Regions from separate parts of the Zea mays genome. Here region 2 is linked to region 1. Evidence: chromatin contacts called from public Hi-C data. All regions are on one chromosome and are shown on one strand. Each heading gives the region's core, a stretch centred on a gene start, on an enhancer-like site or on the middle of the called end of the contact. The rest is flanking DNA. Distances are from core to core; before and after follow the strand shown.

Evidence for each region. Hi-C and Micro-C count contacts between places; a contact is called where the count stands out from the background.
Region 2: a contact with region 1 is called in a Hi-C map of leaf, with 10 times the contacts expected there. The contact joins the promoter of LOC100501049 here to the promoter of LOC100274985 in region 1. A contact is called at or near these places in 7 of 25 Hi-C or Micro-C datasets (ear, endosperm, leaf and 2 more).

Annotation. Positions count from the first base shown.
Region 1 is chr2:211,901,262-211,907,556 of Zm-B73-REFERENCE-NAM-5.0, reverse strand. It overlaps LOC100274985, which reads left to right and starts at 3,239. Exons shown (of 1, transcript NM_001367800.1): 1 at 3,239-3,934. The coding sequence starts at 3,528. The coding sequence ends at 3,749. It overlaps LOC100276318, which reads right to left and starts at 2,039. Exons shown (of 2, transcript NM_001165565.2): 1 at 1,901-2,039; 2 at 1,066-1,722. The coding sequence starts at 1,924. The coding sequence ends at 1,249. It overlaps LOC100285854 (SC3 protein), which reads left to right. Exons shown (of 13, transcript NM_001158744.2): 11 at 12-60; 12 at 204-269; 13 at 364-746. The coding sequence ends at 450.
Region 2 is chr2:212,394,251-212,400,545 of Zm-B73-REFERENCE-NAM-5.0, reverse strand. It overlaps LOC100501049, which reads right to left and starts at 2,460. Exons shown (of 32, transcript NM_001329534.1): 1 at 2,166-2,460; 2 at 1,898-2,064; 3 at 839-960; 4 at 700-758; 5 at 258-315; 6 at 80-164. The coding sequence starts at 2,280. LOC109944605 (protein ALP1-like) reads left to right here and starts at 3,587. Exons shown (of 2, transcript XM_020549381.1): 1 at 3,587-3,852; 2 at 3,928-5,064. The coding sequence starts at 3,623. The coding sequence ends at 4,960.

The sequences.
Region 1 (6,295 bases), core at 1,990-4,489:
TAATCTTGCAGAGGAATTTTGCCAGCAATTGATCTTATCAGCGTGAATGCTTTGGTTGGGGTAAGCTGAGCACCTTTTTGTTTGATAAATGAGATATATAGCTTTGAAAGTATTGATAAATTATCTTCATCTAGTATCCTTGATGCGAAATATAATTCTCTGATTTGTTTAGTAACTGAGTAATCCATACGAGTGTTCTGCAGATATTCTACTTTGTTGGATTTGGATTGTTTTGTCTGGAATCGTTGCTCAGCATCTGGGTCATCCAGGTCAGTTTTCTATGATCAACCGTTCTGATTTTCCTGAACCTGAACCAAATTCAGTGCGATAGATCTAAGTCCTTTTTGGACTCTCCGCGTGCAGCAAGTGTACATGTACTTCCGTGGAAGTGGAAAGGCTGCAGAGATGAAGCGTGATGCGACAAGGGGTGCAATGAGAGCCGCATTTTAAGTGGTATTTTTGTGATGATAGTCCAAAGTCCCAATCGCATACTTCCGGTGGATAGGTTGTGCCAACAAACAGAGGCTGGCATATGTTTCTTCCTTGGTTGCTGACTGTGACTAAACTGCCAGTATAGGTTATCGTGATGTTACAAGTCCCTGTTTTAACTAAAATACATAGGGAACGTGCAGCTTGTACTTCATCGTTTTATTTTTGGTAGTTGAAATATGGACTTATGAATCATCTTTAGTTAAGTTGTACAGTGCTGTTAACTATTTATACTAGTTTTTGAGCGGCTATTTGTACTTGTTGAAGGAGTAATACATAGTGGTGATATTGGTGGAAGCATCTGCGGGCAAGGCAGCGAACGATCCAACTAGTCCCAATAATTTTCTAGCGTGTGGGAGGTGCACATACATGTGTAATCGTGTACTAGTTTGAGTGCGGTGTGTGAAGTGTCCATAGTCTCTTGGATAACCCACGATGCAGCGCTTAACTATCTGCCTGTCATCGGTCGCTCAGCGCAGTGGCAATGTGGCATTCCAGCATATATATAGCAAGCACCACGCTAGACGATTTGGATCTAGGAAAACATGATAATGTGTACGTACGCGAGTTTGTAAATGTGCAGCAAACTGTGAATGAAACATATAATTGCACAGTGGAAGATATAATTGTATGGTTGAACATGTTGTAAGCTGTAACCTTGTCACTTTGGAAGACAGACAGAGCTTTAAGCCCTTCTTTTTCGTTCTTCTTCATCGTAAGTTCGTACCCCTAGTATCATGTTTCTCAGTAGTAAGAAGATCACCGCAGCGGCTTGAAGATCTGGGAGTAAGGCGAGACGACGGCCTCCTGCACCATCCTCCGGCCGTCGCTGGGGTCGGGCCCCCACTGGAGCTCGCTCATGTTGGGGGTCTCCACGAAGAGCATGGCGAACTCGCCCACCTTCTCGGCGCGCCCGCGGCGGCCCGCCCGCAGCACCAGGGCGTTCCCCCTGTGGTACGAGAAGATGCCGTCCGTGAGCCGCACGATGTCGCCCGGCTCGAACGCGCCGCACTCGGCGCCCCACAGCAGGAAGTGCGCCGCCGCGGTCTCGTCCGCCACAAGCGCCAGGCACGTCTCCTCCCTGGCGCCGCCCTGTCGGCGGGTCGACGGCGCCGCCTTGTCGAGCACGATGAACGTCGTGTTCACCGTGTTGGTCGCGGCCGGGACCAGGTCCTTGAGCTTCACCGCCATGACGCCGGAGACGGCGGCGGCGCCCTCGCTCGGCGCGTCGGCCTGCGACAGTTGGGTAGCAGCTGAGCTGGGTGATCGCCGTGGAGTAGAAGCACCTAACCTAGTGTCGCATTTGGTCGAGCACCCTGCGGGTGTCTTGGGTTCGCACGACGACGGGTACCGTACCAGCCAGGGAACCAAACGCGGGAGACGTTGTAAAGAGGAGGAACGCTGGACTCACCTCTCTCTGTGCCATTGCCATCATGAATGGGGTATGTACGCCGCTGCCTGCTGACTTATGTGCTCCACATCCACTCCACCGCCGCCGCCGCCGCCTCAGGCAGAGGTAATAGTCGTGGTGGGCCTGAGACCTGAGCTGTGAATGTGATGGCGCGCGCGACAAGGACGTGACGGGCAGTGGATGCACATTATTCCTTAATCGTGGTCGAGGGAAGGAACGAACGCCTTTGTCTGCTTATGACGGCCGAATTAAGGTGGGGGCTGGCTACGTCAATTGCCAGCGTGACACATCACGTGCACCAGTTATGGACGCACCGATTCGTGGCGTGTTGTGTTGGGCCAACATTCCCAATTTGTTATGGTCATGGGGCACCCGTCCTCAATCATGGTCACAATCTCACACTTTCCCTCTTTCTACCACAATGTTTAAGGTCTCAGAACCTAGAAAACCAAGCCAACATAAGATGATGCAATCCGCTGGCAGCATAATTAAGCACAAACTACTGACGATGATCCGGTTACTTATACTTAGGCGGCAGCTCTGTCACATTCTGTACGAGAAACCAACTGTAAACGACGTCTTCCTGCCTCTCGTTTGCTTCGCAAGGAAGCCTTTTGGCATTCCCTACTTCCGCGTGCATAATAACTGCGTATGGTCCGTGTGACGGTTGTGCGTATTGAAAGGGGATCGGGATTAGGATGGGCCTTGATAGTGGAACACTGTTGTTGTTTCCCGTCACATTATACTCACGGTCTCTTATGTTTAGTTTGGAAATTTAGATCATCTTCAGGATGGTGGGAAGTTGAGAAAATTAGCCTCTCTATGGAGATTTGAATTTCTAAACTAGTTCTTAAGTTTTTTTTCTCAAAGAACTAAAAACCTTCTTCGTTTAGGCGAATTTTTTTTTCTAGACTTAGATATTCTTAGTCTGAGGTCTAAATTCTCGCTAGGTTGCAATTGCAAAGCTGCCTGACAGACAGAAAGCAATCATGTCCTTAACGTCCGTTCCTTTCTTTCTTTCTTTCTTTGCTAGAGCCTAGAGGGCCGCTGGAGTCTGCAATCTCGCGCGTACAAATGCAAATGTTTCGCGTGAATCCCATCCGGTGGCCATCAGGCATCAGCTGCTCCACTCCAGTACTATTATGTACTCCACGCACCACACTGGTCACTGGTGCAGCACTACCCGTTCCGGAAACAAGTGAGCTGAGGAAGCGTACGCGCCATGGTCGGCAAGACATTAACGCCTCCTCCACTACCCTAGCTTAGCTAGGACTGCCCGCCATCAATGCGGTCCACATGCCTCGCCTTTAAATTGAATCCCCTACTACCACCCTCTCCTTCGCCCCCGCCGCATCACGCAGAATTTGCTTACTGCCTGCTCTGCTCGCCATTGCTGACTCCCTCCCTCCCTCCCTCCCTCGCCACCGAAAAGCTAGCCCGCCCGGCCGTTGCTTGCAAGCCTCGCTCCGCATTATTGCCACCTGCCGCCGGCAGCCAGCGCGCGCGGCGCAACACGCAAGCAGAACAACGGTGTCTGTTCGGTTGTTGTTGTTGTTGGAGAGAGCGCGCGATCCAATCCAAGGAACCAGGGAGGAGGAGCGTGCAGTGCAGTGGCAGTGCAGGAGCGATGGTGTTCTTCTGCTTCCTGGTGGACCAGCGGCGGACGGTGCGGAGCAGCAAGCCGGCGGCGGGGATCTGCTCGCGCTGCGGCGGGTGCGCCAGCGTGGCGGACATGGAGACCGCCACCAGGGTCTGCTACCTGCTCACCGTGCACCGGAGCACCTGGCGCGCCATCATCTGCACCTTCTGCGGCGCCATGCTCAAGTCCTACCGCCACTACAGGCTATAGCACTGGTAGCGGTACGGCACTACCTACCGGTAGACGATGGAGTCGGTCGGTGGATCGCGCGCCTTTTTCCGCGGCTTCCGATCCCGGGTTTTTTTTTTGTTCCTGCTTGATCATGCTGGGGTTTGCAGGTTATTGTAATGGTACTATGGCAGCTTGCCGGTGCATAAATATGGAATGGGAGTCATGAATATTAAATGTTGTTTGGTTCACGAAAAGTAACAATGGTAGTAATGATTCAAACTTAAATATCAACGGCAACAAGTTTGAATAGACCGGTATCAATTTTTATCATGATATCTAATTATAGTTAAAATTAAATAAGCATGATTTAATGTTATTAGTTATTCGTCGCGTTATAAAAGAACCAAACAATAACTGAATGAGTTCTGTACTATTCAACAACCTTGGCAAATGCTTTATTTCGAAACGACATTTCCAATAAAATAAACAAGTGCGTACACAGTTCAACTTGCGTGGGAGTTTCAAAATTTCATCAGCAAGGGTTTCGCTAACTCTGTCCCCGACCGCCAATTGATTACGCATGCGAGATCATCATTTAAATTATTGACGCGGGCGCTACCAAACAACGGCCCTACAATGCTACTACGGCGGCGCTACCAAACAACAGGAACATCCGCCTGCTCCTGCGCAGCTGTCGCCTACTGGTGTCATTCCTAAGCTGTCAGGGTCAATGCTACTACGGCGGCGGTGCACCCTGGCTGGCACGCAGTGAATACAGCCAGCCCAGGCCAGCACGAGCTTTTTGGACGGACGGACGGCGGGTGGACGGATCAGGCGGCAGCGGCAGGAGCGCACCAGCTGACCAGCGCGACGGACAGTTGGGAGCTGGGGCTCCGAACAACCGAGAGCGTTGCACAGACACGGATGCCGAACGCCGGGCATGCTGGTTTCAGGTGCGCCATCCCGGCACGGCAGACACCCCTGCAGCCGGCGTTGGATCGGCAACGGCAAGCATGGACATGACCCGGGACGTGAGGACTGAGTGAGCCACTGAGTGGAGGAGGGCGGGGCGATCACCGATCAGTGATGGGGGCACACGGGGCCTGGCGGTGCTGGTGGTGTTTGGGTTTTGGTCACTGGTTGAATGGATTGGAGTGGACTTCTAACCGTCGGTCGGCTGCCTGAATGATCGACATGATCGACACCCCACCTCAACATCGCCAGAGATAAGGTTGCAGAATATGGAAGATTCTTTGCGTGGCGATGTGTGCCAGAATGCGTACTGGTGTGGTGAGCAGTAACGGACAGATTGTTTTCAATGATGCGTCATGCATGGGTGTTGGGTGCGCATCTTCCGCCAGCCACCTGCTGTTCTTTGTCAGAGGTTGCCAGTGCCACACCACACTGATGCAGCAACGACGCTGACACGGAAAAAGGATGGGTGCTGAATAGGAATGTACAGTGATCAGAATCGAATGGATATATAGTTTTACATTCAGAGAGGTGTTAACAGTTATGCAGTGTGCTCTCTTGTTACACTCAATCTGGAGAATTCTTGGAGTGCTCGGACTGCACGAGGATTTCTATGTGCTCTGCATTCCGGCCGAGCTGTCCTAGGCTGTGCATCATCATCCTCTCGCCTCTGCCCACATCACATCTCGACTTTACTTTCGCCTTCTACCGTAAAAACCGCAGCAGGCTACATCCTTAGCCTATATTCACATCAACTTTTTTTTATTTCATAATTAAGAAATTAACGTAGATTTATTTCAACGCTTAGAAATCGCACAACGTAATGAAATTGTGTGTGAAATAAGCGCCACCTAGGTAGGGGTATCTATTGAGAGATTGGGGATGAAATTTATGATTTTTTTGTAAATTTTTTTTGAATTTTTTGAACTCCAAAAACGGCTAGCACATATGGACCAATCAGAAGCCGTCACGTCGCTCTCGCTCGCTGCATCGTCCGTGCCATTACGTCGATCTTCTCTAAACGTCAAAATAAATCTGCGTGAATTATTTAATTCTCAAATATAAAAAGAACTAATGTGGCTATAGGCCGAGGCTATAGTCTATTGTATACTGGGCGAGAGTGATGTCAAAAGCTATAGGCTTGTTGGAAGAATTTTATGTTGTTCGGCTAAGCTAAACTAACGGTCGTTGCAGTCATCCCATAATGATTCGGTGAGTGGCTCGCAGCCCAACTCCAGCTGCATATGCTGCGTTTAGCTCAAGCCAACAACTTATCGTAAATATACAAATTTTCTTTGTTGGCAACAAAAAAGATTAGTGTCTCTGAAAGTGCTGATAATTTGTTGGAAGAATTCTTAGGCTGATCGGTTGAGATAAACTAACAATCACAGTGACTCGTTGAGTGGCTCGCAGCCACAACTGTACCTGCGTGTGTTGCTTTTAGCTCAAGCTAACGACTTATCGTAAACAGACCAAAATTTCTTCATTGGCAAAAAAATGATTAGTGTCCTTGAAAGTGATGATGATTTGTTTGATGAATTTTATGTTGTTAGGTTGAGCTAAACTAACGGTCGCTGTAGTCATCCCATAGTGATTCGCTGAGCGGCTCGCAG
Region 2 (6,295 bases), core at 1,211-3,710, 490 kb before region 1:
AAAGTAAAATAATACCTAGAGAAATAACCTCAAAGAATCATTTTCCTACGCACAAGATAAGATATGCGGAATTCTTTACCTGCTCAGATTCCATTCTCCTGAATACAATGCTGATCATCTGGGTTAACATAGCCTTTGAGGTAGCCTGGTTCACAGGGCTCTTGCTAAGAAAATACAAATGAATAAATTATCATACATGGTCCAAAGGGCAACAAGGCAACATACTGCAAACAAGAAGGTAGCGATATAACAGGTACCTATTAAGAGCAATGTTATAGCATACTCTAATGACCCCAAGCAATGGCTCTCCATGAACTGCATTCCAAAAAACAGAATCAGACACAAAAGATGTATTGAGCTTGCAGCTTACGTTGTACTTTAACATAGGAATATAGCTACATGCAGAACTATTTTGGCGCCACTGACGTTGTAGCAGTAAAATATAAGAATTTATTAAGTATTAACAACTTGCAATTTATTTTCTTATATGATTTTTATAAATATACAGAAAAAAAGTATGAGAGGGAACATTGTCCAAGCCAATACATGCATGTTGAAGTGTTATGTATAAGTTTAACTGGCTAATGATGTCATTATAATAAGCTCATATCTAAATGCATTTCGAAAAAACAGTATTAGTTAAACTTGGGTAATAAATAAAATACTAGGAATATAGAGAATATGCTTTGTAAAAATTACCTCTAAACTTATTTGAAGCAACAGCATTAAGAAGCACTTTCAAGACTTGGAGAACAGTACTATAGCACATAGAATGATACTCATGTTAATACTTGTGAAAAAGTGTGACACGGCATTATCCCATTAATGTGATGCATACCTGTCAGAGGAGGTGTTATCGACGCAACCACATACCATGTTCAGGATGTCTGTAAATATTGGGGAATTTTTACCACCTTCTAAACCAGGATCGCCTTCTAAATGGTCATAAGCAATAAGTTTCTGGTAACAGAAATTGAACGACTCAATCAGAATGGATTGTTGAAGATGTGTCATCTAATTTTGTATTTTGTATTTTTATACAAGAAAAAAATGGTAAGATATATTACGGACTGGTTCTTGGTTCAAAATGAAATATTGTGAAAAAGGAGCGGAAAATAGCACATTGATCTGAACTGCTTTGCAACTATTGTAAAATCTACACATTTAACTCTACCCCAAGTAATTTGGCACTCCCTGAGCTTTCTAGCACATGGTATAAGGGGGAACATATGGAAATTGATTTATGCATGGATTAGGGGCAAGATAAAATAGCACCCTATGTCCAAATCTCACATCTGTGTAAGTGTATATGCAATTACTGCACAAGGATAAAAAATCAGTGTTACATGAGATGTATGTGATGGCAACATAGAACTTAAATAAACGTATCTACACATCATATTTCTGAATATTAGACAATGCATAGCATAGCATCCTAGCATATTGAACCTTGACAATGCAAAATGCATATTGATGTATCAACTTGATGTCTACAGAGCTACTTGTTCATACTGCACACTCATTTTACCATCCTGATTCCTGAGTTCTATTGTCTTCATATAACAACAGTCTGTTACATCACAATACTCTCAAAATTGTAAATAAGTCAAATGGCATAAACCTGGAACTATCTACACATCTCAACCCAAACAATCAATTCAGGGACTAGGCTCTGCACATACAAAATGAGGAATGGTCGATACGAGTATCTACCCTAGACAAGGAAATGCGTTTCTAGGCTGCTAACATCCAAAGCATTCATGGTGCACGCATTTATCATACCCATCAAGGTGTTCGACGTCAATGCAACACGTCTGACGCTTCATGAACCTCAGGCATGCAAGGCAAGCAAAGGAAGAGCAGAAATAGGATGATGATGATGATGATTAATAATTACGTGGAGGCAGTCGAGCGCGGGCTCGACGAGCTTGACGTGCTTGGTCTCGACGGCGAGGCGGAGCGGCTGCAGCACCAGCTCGGCCTGCGGCCCGTCGAGCACGCGCCCAGCTGACCCGAGCGCCTCGGTGATGACCGCGCCCTCTGCTGTAGCCCCCTTGATACTATCTGCAACGACACAAGCCACGCAGAGATCATCACAGCTCCATCATCAGCCGCCACGAGATCCCAATGCGCGGGAGGAGAGGGTAGAAAGGGGCCGCACGCACCGAGGTATGACTGGATGGATTGCTGCAGCGCGGCGAACTTGCCGCGGTTGGCAGCGCACTCCTTGAGCATGGCCTCGAAGGCCCGCGTGACGAACCCGCCCGCGGCGCCCGCCATGACCGCGGATATCAGCTCCGGCGGCGGAGACGGGAGGAGGGGCGGAGTGGTCAGATCCGACGAGGGGGGGTGGGCATGGGATGGAGAGGGCGCGAGATCTGTGACGGGGTACGAGATCTGTAGGAGCCTAGGAGGAGACCGAGAGCCCCCGCTGCTGTCCTCGGCTCGGCGGGGGCGGATCGGACCTGGTTGTCTCACACGCACGCTTGCTCTTTCAGTTCAGCTGGGAGATCGCCACCACCCACCAGGAGTCGAGGACCATCTCTGAATTTTTCTTTTACGCAGGCACGTACCATGGCCCTAGCCAGTTGGATCGGCTCAACGCAGGCTTGTCATAGGTACATGCCGACACTTTGATGTCGAGGTTGTAATGTTTTTAAGGGTTAATCATGTCTATGCCATTACAATTTTTTATGTTTTAATATATGTCACTAAATCTTTTAAGCTTGCAAATATGTCATTGAGCTTCTAATCAACTCTGAAATAGGTCATTTCCTTGAATCAGACTATCCACAAGCACATGTAATTTCGTATTTCCCTTTTTACCCTTGATTGTTCAAAGGATGCTACTGTGTACACTGTGAACTTGACTCGTCGACGGTGGGCACCATCGCTCCCGTGCGCAGATGAGAGCTTCAACAGCGTAGCTCCAGCAAGGGGGTGGGGCGCAACTCCGGTAGGGCATCCCGGCGAGGGCGCAACACGCAGCTCCGGTGTGCGTGCAGCTTCAACGGGCGCGCAGGAGGGTCCAAGGACCAAGGTGGTCACAGCTCGAAGACTGTCCGCAACCGTTCTCCCTAAATTTTTCCCCCTAAATGTTACTATGCATCCACGTCAGCAAGATTACATCCCCTATATTCACTCGTCCCGCAACCGTTCCCCCTATACTTTCCCCTATATATCCCTCTACTCATTAAAAAACCATTTCCATATAACTAACTGTAACCAACTTCAATTTTCATTTTCTTTAATTATTTTTCACACATCCGACGTGATACTCATGTATTCAAAAATAAAATTTATAAAAAATAATTACTTTACAATTACTTCCACAAAAAATATATAACAATTATTATTTTACAATACATTCGAATGTGCATTTTGTTGTGATCACGTTTTATTCATTTTGGTGAGTACGAAATCAAATTTCATGCTCACCAAAAAGCACTAGTCGTATGGGACAAGCCGCACTTGCCTTCGAACGAAAGACATGTTTGTCTTTCGTGCGAAGCCACTAGCTTGCACCTGAAGCCGCATTCCTCTACCCTATAAATATGCAATCCATCTCTTCACAAATGTCAAAACAAACTTCACTACATCAACAATTCCAACATTTCTCAGTATGTCTCACAGCCATAGCGATGAAGACTCATACTCGAGTGATAGTGAGGAGGAAACACTTATGCTTGTCAATCTTCTTGTCCTAAACATAGAGGCGAGACGCCACCTCCAAAGACGGTCCCGTTTGCCTCGACGGGTTATTCATAGAGATCATTTTCGTGGAGAAAATCTTATCCATCATCACTACTTCGCCGAGAACCCTGTGTATCCACCCCACGTCTTTCGTAGAAGGTACCGACACATTATTATTCGAATATGCTTTCATATTTGCAATTTCATTACAAATTTTATTTATTATAAACTTAGGTTCCGCATGAGTAGGCCTCTCTTCCTGAGAATCTTGCAAGGTCTTCAACAACATGATTCGTACTTTACACAACGGGTAGACGCAACTGGTATGCCTGGTCTAGGTCCACTACAAAAAGTTTGTGCGGCATTGCGGGTACTAGCATATGGGTTACCTTCAGATGCTGTAGACGAGTACATTCAAATAGGGGAGTCCACAGCTAGGGAATGCCTTCATCATTTCTGTCGAGGTATCATTGCATACTTCAGTGGATGGTACCTACGAACTCCTAACGAAGCTGACATAACACGCATCATGCACCATAGCGAATCAAGGGGTTTCCCAGGGATGTTGGGTTCTATAGATTGCATGCATTGGGAGTGGCGGAACTGTCCTACCGCATGGCGTGGTCAGTTTTGTGGCAGAAATGGTCGAGCGTCAATGATCCTAGAAGCAGTGGCAACGTATGACCTTTGGATTTGGCATGCTTTCTTTGGCATGCCCGGGACAAACAACGACGTGAACGTGCTCCACCGATCACCAGTTTTCGACCCCATGACATCTGGCCGAATGCCACCTGTGCATTACACAGTTAATGGTAATGCATATAACTTCGGATATTACCTTGCTGATGGTATTTACCCGAACTGGCCAACTTTCGTAAAAGCTATAAGGCACCCCTATGAGCAAAAGAAAGTCTATTTCACACAAATGCAGGAAAGTTGTCGAAAGGATATTGAGCGTGCATTTGGAGTTCTTCAAGCTAGGTGGGCGGTGCTGCGAGGTCCAGCATATGGATGGGATCGGAATCGTTTAACTGAAATTATAACTGCTTGCATCATAATGCACAACATGATTGTTGAAGACGAAGGGCCATTTGCATCTAATACTGATTTTGGAGATAACACTTCAACGAGCCAACCACCACATCTAATTGCTGAAGGAAGGGCAGAATGGGTGATTAACCACTTCGATCTTCGTCGCCAAGAAAGATCTTGCTCCCTCCAAAATGACCTTGTCGAGCATTTGTGGGCTCGGCGTGGTAGCATGTAAACTTTAGCATTCGTATGCACAAGTTTATTGAAACTAGATTGTAGTATGTGTAATTTCCATTCGCAAGTCGTACGTATTTCAGAAATAAAGAAGTTTTTCAGTGCAAACCTGTACTTGTTCGTTCAACAAAATAACATGAAGACTCTAAACGATTTGTACACATCACAAGCGATTCCATGCTCAACACGCACCAAATATTTGAAAATTAAAACAAACATGTTCACATGAACTGGAAATAATTATTGTCGATTACACAACCAAAGAACATACAGCACTGCACGAATGTCCTTGACGACTTATGGTTCGTACAAATATTATAATAGTCTGCCAAACAAATGTAACGTTCTCACATAAACAAATAATACAAACAGGTTCAGTAAAACAAGTTCAAGTAACCAGTAACCGAATAATATTTTCACTCGTAACCAAATATGAATTCTTGCAACTTCTGTTTTTGTTTTTGTATCATAATCCAAACATGGGGTTGGACATCTTCTTCATTCGTTGCCTCCAGCCTTTCTAATCTTTTTTCAGCTGATTCTAGTTCTTGAAGTTTCAATTCCCTTTTTCGTATGATGACCTTTTCGGCTTCCAATTCTAACCTCTTTTTCTCCATTTCCCTGTCTTCTTCTGTGCACTTTTCTTTTTTTGCACCCTTTTCAATGGACCTCTGAATTTGTTTTTCAGTTATTTCTTGCAAACGACTAAGGTACTCTGGAGATGAAGATGATGCAGGTTTGTGTCTCTCTGATTTACTGAAATCACGACCACGCGGCCGTTTTCCTGTCAACCCTGCTGATGAACTATCATTTTCAGTTGTCGGAGCAGAGGGAGTACCTGTTGACCCCACTGGATTTGCATTCAAACCGCGGAACGATTGGCCACTACAAATGCTCTCCCATTTCGGTTCTCCCTTTAGTTGGTGCCAGCAATGCATGTACTGGAAATTTTTGTTCTCCTCGTGTGCAAACAATGTTGTGGCCTTCGAAGTCTGTACAAATTATGGTTGAATTTTACAGATGTGCTAACATGTATATACAATCATTTGTAAATGATTTAAAGTCATGAAAATTTTGGTTACCTTGTCGTCATCAGTTAACCCACTTTGTTTCTCTCTAAGAACTCTTGCATAGTACCCAGCAAACTTACTTACATCTGCTCTTATCTTATCCCATCTGCTGCTAAGAGCTCTGTTTACTCGGCAAGGAAAGTTCCCCCTCTGTTCGTTGTATCTTTTTTCAATTCTAGCCCAAAGGCCCTCCCTACGTTGGCCAGTGTGCACAACTGGGTCACTGCTAATTTGCAACCACGTTGTGCAAAGTAGAAGATCTTCAG